Regions from separate parts of the Mus musculus genome. Here region 2 is linked to region 1. A link is a contact called in public HiChIP or PLAC-seq data. All regions are on one chromosome and are shown on one strand. The core of a region is the stretch at or near the end of the contact, and the rest is flanking DNA. Distances in the headings are between cores, read along the strand shown. Region 1 overlaps Tmtc1 (transmembrane and tetratricopeptide repeat containing 1). Region 2 holds the start of 2610017A05Rik (a long non-coding RNA gene).

Evidence for each region. HiChIP or PLAC-seq counts read pairs in DNA pulled down with a chosen protein or histone mark.
Region 2: a contact with region 1 is called in an H3K27ac HiChIP or PLAC-seq map of embryonic stem cells, with 9 read pairs. The contact joins the promoter of 2610017A05Rik here to the enhancer-like site in region 1. A contact is called at or near these places in 3 of 39 promoter capture datasets (cranial neural crest, embryonic stem cells and frontonasal cranial neural crest), 1 of 484 Hi-C or Micro-C datasets (embryonic stem cells), 15 of 115 datasets of contacts at active chromatin or transcription factors (astrocytes, bone marrow-derived macrophages, embryonic limb bud and 3 more) and 2 of 9 other capture datasets (adipose tissue and embryonic stem cells).

Annotation. Positions count from the first base shown.
Region 1 is chr6:148,356,842-148,360,793 of GRCm38.p6, reverse strand. The region is part of intron 5 of Tmtc1 (transmembrane and tetratricopeptide repeat containing 1); the gene reads left to right. Among named protein-coding and RNA genes, the nearest start is that of Tmtc1, 86 kb to the left of the region's middle. Within about 2 kb of position 1,808, at least 29 of the 459 cell types and tissues checked have an H3K27ac peak or open chromatin away from gene starts, as enhancers often do. A contact at or near this core is called in embryonic stem cells, where this site is marked.
Region 2 is chr6:148,829,695-148,833,646 of GRCm38.p6, reverse strand. 2610017A05Rik (a long non-coding RNA gene) reads right to left here and starts at 2,027. Exons shown (of 2, transcript XR_869626.1): 1 at 1,939-2,027; 2 at 533-782. It overlaps Ipo8 (importin 8), which reads left to right and starts at 2,180. Exons shown (of 25, transcript NM_001081113.1): 1 at 2,180-2,483. The coding sequence starts at 2,400.

The DNA of each region.
Region 1 (3,952 bases), core at 559-3,058:
AGGACAATACCTGGCACCTGGGCTCCTTCCCAGGATGTGTAAGCAGCTGAGAATTCTGCATATGGAGACACGTTGATGGTATAGTTGCCCATGCTCCTGTGGCCCCGCCCATACTCCTTCTCTAAGTCAGCCCCAGACTCACTGGTTCTTCTACTTACACTTAGGATTCTTCGTTCCGCCTGTTTGGCCCTCTCTATCTGGGGTGAATAGAAATAGACTTCTATTTATAGAATAGATACAGGCCTGTGTAATCCCAGTATCTCAGGAGGCTAAGGAGGATCAAAAATTCAAGACTAGCCTGGTTGACTAGTGTGTTCAAGGCCATCCTGAACAACCTAGTAAAACCCTGTCTCAAAATACAAAGTATAAAAGAGAGCTGGGGAGAGAAGGGATTGGGGGTTGAGTACAGTGTGTGTGTGTGTGTGTGTGTGTGTGTGTGTGTGTGTACATACTTTAGACAACTGTCAAATAAGATTTTTTTTTTTTAAATGCAAAAGTAGGGCTGGAGATAAAGCTCATTGGTAGAATGGTTGCCTAGCATATCCTACCCTTAGTATCACAAAAACAATGAAGGGGAAGAAAAAGTCAGGAAGAGAAAGAGAAATGGAGGGAGGAGGAAGGAGGGAGGGAAGAAGGAGAGAGAAACAATAAGCACTGATCTTAGACCATCTTAGGCTAGAAGAGGAATGGAATTAGAGGCAGTTATGACAGCACTAAACAGGTGCTGGGAACTGATCTCCATGGGAGACCATAAATCACTACAGAACCCATTCTCCAGCCACAGTTGTTTAATCCTAGTCTCAAAGGATGGCATTTTCCCTACCTCTGGCACAGTCAGATAACATGTATATTTGAAGGAGTTTCCTATTGTAATACCAAAGACTGAACCACTGGCTTATGGCTCTCAGGATTTACAAAACTGAAAAAAAAAAGAGGGGGGATATATATGTTCTTCACCATTGGAGTTTATTAACAAGTTGACATTATATGTGAGCTATGTAGATCAAGGACTATGACTGGTTTCAGTACAGAAATCAGAGCTACACAGTAAGAGGACTCTTATCTTTGGCAGTGGTCTTGGCTATAAACTTGCTCCACTCATCCTTAGTTCCTTAATATTGTTTAGAAACTCTTATTTTGAAAATTCCATCAGTGCCAGTTTATGAGCCAAACAACAAAAGAGCCTGATCTCATTTCTTTATTGTCACACTTCATATATAAGATGCCGAAGCAATATGCCTTAGTAATTGGGCTTATAAATAAATAGAGATTCGTATCTCATACAATGCCTGGTGCTTGGCTTAGGCTATTTTGAGACTCGAATTACATGTTTTCCTCCCATCTCATCTCATAAGAAAAGCCATATGTTTAAAGCGCAGAATGTTGGCCTTGTGGCACTCACTCGGTCCTGCGAGTCCATTACATTCCCCTGAATTTACTAGCGAGTCCCCCTCCTCTTCCACTAGGTATTACAAAAATATTCTAAGAGTCTCCGCAGTGAATAGGGAGAGTTTTTTGGTTTTGTTTTATTTGTTGTTTTTTTACAATGATACTTATGCCCAAAGGGCTTGGCTTCAAATGCCACTTAGGGTTTCATGCACATCACAGACTGGATACCAATTAGGGGCAGCAGAAACAGGTGTGAGTATGATACTGGGGGTGCAGATGTGCTCAAATAAAGGGCTTAGTTAACTATGCAGTGTTCTACCCCGTAATTTATGTTCCAGACAACAGTGCAGTTGAGCCGTGAGCATTCATGCAGCTTAATCCCCCTCACAGCCCTGGATGAGAATAGCTTTAAGAGCGTGGGATCCCCGCAATCACTCAGCAATTCCGGAGGGTAATGTCCCTGCAAACATCCTGACTTGGCATTCTAAAGGCCTGGATGTTTGGGGAAACATTAAAAACAAACGCACCAGCATCTGGTCCAGAAAGTAGCAGAGTGGTCTAAGCGCTTCCTGTGAAAGAGTAAGGACAGGAGTTCAGATCCCAAATGAATGCTGGGTGTGCTTGACAGTTGCCTGTAATTTCAGCCTTGGAGGCTGAGACCCGATCCTCAGAGCAAGAGGACAGGAAAGACTGGCCAGATCAATGAGCTCTGAGTTTGATTGAGAGGTCCTGCTTCAAAGAAGAGAGTGGTTGTTTCCACACGCATGCGCACATGGTTGCTCACGCTCGGGGGGGGGGGGGGGGGGGGGGGGGGGGGCAACTAAACCTGAGACTCTCAGCATGCTGCTCTGTGTACTTTATAAAAAATTTAAAGTTAGAAAACAGCGCCGGACAGTGGCAGCACACACCTTTAATCCCAGCACACGGGAGGCAGAGACAGGAGGATTTCCGAGTTCGAGGCCAGCCTGGTCTACAGAGTGAGTTCCAGCACAGCCAGGGTTACACAGAGAAACCCTGTGTCGCCAAACGTGGTGGCAGACCATTTTCATTACAGCACTCGGGAGGCAGAGGCAGGCATGTTTTTTGTTGGCATTTTTCCCACATCTACAAAAGACCAGGACAGCCTTAACTCCTCAGAGAAGGACTTGTTTTAAAAAACCCAAAAAAAAAAAAAAAAAAAACCCAAGTAGATAATTTTTAAAAAACGTGTATATATTATGATTTGAATAGTTAACTGGTAAAAAAATAGATTTTTCAATGGTAAAAAAAAAACAAATACAGTGGTTCACTTCTTTTTCCTAGCACTGGGGAGGCAGAGGCAGGTGGATCTCTGAGACTAGCCTGGTCCAGACACTATCTCCAAACCGTTTAGAGCCCAGGGCTGCATAGTTCATGTTTGTTATTTGAGTAAAAATAAAGAATACCCTTGGGACTTAGGTTTGGGTGCTGTTTTAAACAAGAAAAACTTGATTTATTTTTCTCTAACTTAACTTAAATGAAACCTGAAGGTGTTCTAGGGCTTAAAGCCAGTTATGAGCTAGTGATGCTTGCCTAGTGTTCAGGAAGCCTTGGTTTCTTTCCTCAGCACCTCCCAAACCTGGTCTGGTGGACATAAACCTGTAATCCGAGCAGACAGGAGAATCAGTTCAAAATTATCCATGGTTATACAGGAAACTTAAGACCCTCCTGAGCTGGGGAGACAGTGTCTCAATTTTTTTTTTTTTTTTTGAGACAGGGTTTCTCTGTGTAGCGCTGGCTGTCCTGGAACTCACTCTGTAGACCAGGCTGGCCTTGAACTCAGAAATCCTCCTGCCTCTGCCTCCCAAGTGCTGGGATTAAAGGCGTGTGCCACCACTGCCCAGCTTTTTTTTTTTTTTTAAAGTTTTGTTGAACCCAGAATAGCATGTCTAAAACATCCCCTTCTGTTACAATTGAGGTAGAAAAAAATGCCATGTATTCACTACAATCATTTGTAGTGATTTTTAGAATACTGTGCTAACCAACTGTGTGTGCATGCTTCCTATGTTTTGTTCCCATTCTTGCTACAACCTGCAGTTCAAACCTACGTGGAAGCAGCCAGTATTTAAATCCAGGTCTGCCTGCCTTTTTCCATGGTGCTAGAAATTGAAACCATCTAGGTAAGGCTGGAAAGTGGATTTGCAGATAAAGACTAATGACTGAGTTTGATTCCCAGTACCCAGATAGTGGACACAGGGGACTGATTCCCAGGTTGTCCTCTGATTTCCACTTGTGAGGCTTGACACAAGCCTTCCCCTGAGTTGGAGAAACTGCTCAGTTTAAGAGCACTTGTGGTTCTTGCAGAGGATCCAGGTTCATTTCCATCTGTAGCTCCAGTTCCAAGGAATCCTCTTCTGGCATACATGTGTTGCACATACATGCTGGTAAACCAAAGCCCACTCATGTTGTGTGTGCTAGGCACTCTACCACCAAGCTGCACCTGCAGCCCTAAAACCAGACCTCATCGTCCTACACCAAAGCTCATCAGTGTATCCTGGAGCATTTACTAATGACCTTGGTTTGGGTATGTTTTAACATTAGCAAA
Region 2 (3,952 bases), core at 778-3,277, 470 kb before region 1:
GTGAATCTGGGAATGGGTGAATGGAGCTGCCAGGGCTTTGCTCATTTTTGTAGTTTTTTTTTTTTTTTAAGATGGAGTGGGGTACCCGAGAAAAGTCCTGAAGGATTCAGAACAGGTACTGAGGGAATGAGAGAATAGTGCTGGTTAAAAACAAGGAACAGGATTGATCACTGAGTATGAAGAGAAAAAGCTGTATTACAAACACGTGTTCTTTCCCTTAGACACACATAGTGTTATCAATGAGCCCAATAGGTCAAAGGTACTCTTCAGTAGTTGAGTTGGAAAGCAGGAAATGATGTGTAGTCAGGAATGAATAGTTCAATAGTAGAGGAATGAGTGAGTTGGAGAACAAGTGTAAAATTTTAAAGGGAAAGACAGGAGAATAGGCTTTAAGTAGAAAAGAGGACATTGAAGTGAGGCTCATGGCTGGAATACCAGCACTTGGCTGAAGCAGCAGGATTGCCCCATGTTTGAGACCAGCCTGGGCTATGAAGAGAGATCTTGTATCAAAAACAGTGAAAAAGGCTTGTAATAATTTTTTGCAACCTACTTTAATAAGAGTTCACCCTCTCCTTTAGCCCACCATCCAGCAGAAGTAGTGGAAGAGAAAAGTTATTAGGGTACGGGGAGAGTGAGCCTGTTCAGCAGTATTTCTTTGTGGGTGAGCTTGATCTTTCTCAGTAGTTCAGTCCTGTAGCAATCACCAAATAAGACTCAGCAGCTGCAGACCAGTTCTCTAGGCAGGCAGACACTAGGCAGGAACCAGAAGCTGTTGTTCAATCCTGAAGAAATTGCCAGGTTCACCAGCAGAAGCTACTAGCTGCTGCAGGAACTTCACAAGCAGTTCTTGGACGAATTTTTCTCAGTGCTGGTGTTACCACAAGTTGAACGCAACAATAGAAGGCTCATAGAGTGTTAGCAAGGCAGAGCAAACCAACGCTCATTGCTTGTTTCCCACTGTCTTTGGGGGTCATATTTATACTCCTTCATCAAGCATCCTTTCACGTGTTTGCTATATCAAGACATCCTTTCACCTGTGTCTGCTAGAGGAAAAACTTTTTTCCTGTGTCTGCTCCAGCAAAATATCCTTTTACCTGTGTCTGCTTTAGCACTGACATCCACCTGTGTGCTCCTGCAAACCATCATTTGACATAACTTTCCAAAGAAACTAGATGTTTCCACTCAAAGGTCTATTAGAGTTGATATCATAAGTAAAGGAAATTGGGGGTGCAGGTAGCAAAGGTAACATTTCAAATTGAAAATGCATTTTTCATTCTGATGGCTGTGTGCATAATGGACTGAAATGGGCATTGCTGGAAGCAATCAGTCATATAGCATACATCCTGTCTCATTTTCTACACTGTTCTTAAATTTAATTGAACCAATACATCGTAATTATATGCTCCTTGGAGGATCACATCTCAGCAGCATTTGCCCACAATCATCTTTACTTTATGTTTTGTATGCTTTGCAGTTGTAGATGGAAACAGCATAACCCTTCTTGCCTTTCACAGTGAAAGTCTGGACATTTTGGGCACTTTTGGTCATATAGTTTCCTTGACTACTGCATTTTTGTGTTTTTACACTCTAAAGAGAAACACACACACACACACACACACACACACACATTTGATTATCTATTAGATTTTGAGTTTTCATACATACAAACCTGCATTAAATTTTATCTTGTTATTATAACATGGTGCCTGTCTGTAAACATTTTTAACAAATGTTCAAAGAATGAATGGCAGGATAAAGGGTGGCGCTCAAACATTAAAGGAAACCTCTTCTGTAAGCTACGTAAGTTCAGGATTCCAGTAAGTTTGTCTTGAAACAGCTCAGTTGTGATGTTCAGAGTTCTCGAACAAAAAGTACCACTCCCTTTAGATATGCCTAATTTGCAACAACTGTAAATAGATGCCAGGCCAATTAACTTACTTTGGTCACACCAGTGGGTGGACAAGCTAGGATTTCCGTACCGCATCATGGCGGCCGTCTGCGGGAGTCTGGTGTTTGGAACAAACTTGAGCGACTTCCTGTAGCAGCACCGCTGTGCAATGAATGCCGGCTCCTGAGACGAGCATCATGGCGTCTCTGGCGGGTGCTGGTCAGTGCAGCACGCCAGGGGAAGAGGCAGCCGTAAAGGAGTCTCCGTTTCCTCTTCCACCTCCCACCGGCTGTCGTAAAAGGTGAATGGAGAGAGAGTTGTCGGGGGGAAGGAGGGAGGACAGGGGGCGCGGAGTCAGAGTGGCGCAGCAAGTAGCTGCAGGCGGTGGTGGCAGCGGCAGGGGGTGGGGGTGAGGTGGTCCCCTGAGGTAGAGGGGGCCAAAAAGGGCCAGGAGACATCCCGGCTGCAACCCGGCCTGCTGGCTCTGGGACCCGAGCTCCCGCCCGCGGACATGGACCTCAATCGGATCATCCAGGCGCTGAAGGGCACTATCGACCCAAAGCTGAGAATTGCAGCTGAGACGGAGCTTAACCAGGTGAGCGAGGGGCTGCCCCTCTTTCTCTTTTTCCTACTCTTCTCCCTTCTCTCCCTCTCTCCTCCAACCCCAGCCTGAGACCAGGACCCCTGCGGAGCAACTGGAGCACCTGTTGGCTATCTGTCCTTTTCTTGGTGCACTTGCTCAGTTCTCTTGGACACATAGCACAAAGAAGCTACGAAACCATTGATAGTGGTCTTTGGGTGTGTTTTCTTTTCCTTTAATGCGCTTACGTGGAGACGCGGTGGGAAAATTCACCAAAGCTAAGCTAGCTTTTCTCCGGACCCGCCCTTTTCAGGTGTTGCTGTCGGAAACCCTGCCCCTCGCCTGCTTCTGGCGGTGGCAGTGTGGATCATGGCACAGTATTGCTGGAGCGCTGGGCAGCACTGTCCGAGAGAGTTCTAGGAAGGGCACGCGGTTTCCCCGTACCATTTCAAAGACTGGGCCGGCCAGTAATACAATATTTGAGGCATTTCTTTGGAATACTGAAATGTGTGTGACTTTGCTTTAGCTGCTTTCCATTTTTCTAAGCAGTCTAGACATTCATTGTTCCAGTGTTACTCTCGTCTTTTTTTTTTTTTTTTTTTTTTTTTTTTGTCCATACCATACTTCTCCCTCCTCCTCCTTTTTTTTCTTCCTTTCATTTCAGAGACAGGGTCTCACTGTGTAGTTCTGGTTAACCTGGAATTCTGTGTTAAACAGGCTGGTTTGGAACTCATAAATCTGCCTGTTGCTTCTGCCTCTGCCTCTAGTCTGCTGGGTTTAAAGGTGTGTGTTACCACATCTGGCCCAACCTTTCAGAATTGTAATATCACAAGCTCTGGTTCTGCTCATGTAAGAGGGACTATCATCCTCTTACTAAAATGTACAAATTAAAATTTCCTTACATGGCTTGACAATTGAGCTTGCTACAAGTGTGAAGGGATATTCCTTAATTAGTGGATCTTGAGGGGTTGCTAAGACCAGTGGCCTATGCTTCTCTGAAAACGGTTGGGTATGCAAATTATGGGCTTCATCCCTGATGTAAAGAACCTGAAAACCTGGGAATAGAAACAAGTTTGTGTTTTAAGTGGCTCCCCAGGCAATTCTGTGCCTCCTGAAGTATAAGGATTCTTCTTGGCCAGTGTGTTTGCCCTAGTAGAGGTTTGTTTTTGTTATAAAAGATGTTTTGAATCTTGAAAGAGAAATATTAACTGACAATCTGTGGTGTTTGAGGGACACGTGAATCCAGGATCCTCAAGAGGTAAGAACGAAAGTCGAGACCCTGTTAATATCTATCTGGCTCGGCTGTAGAGTGTTCAACCAAGAATTCCTGAGGCCTTACCTATGTGATTTCCAACTCTGCTCAGTCCTGTAATCCTAACACACACAAGGTTTTGTTGAATTGAATGGCCAAAAAGGATGCTTTGATGTCTCAAAAAGGAAAGGACTGTCACCCCAGAATAAGAGACACTTAGTGTCAGTATCTG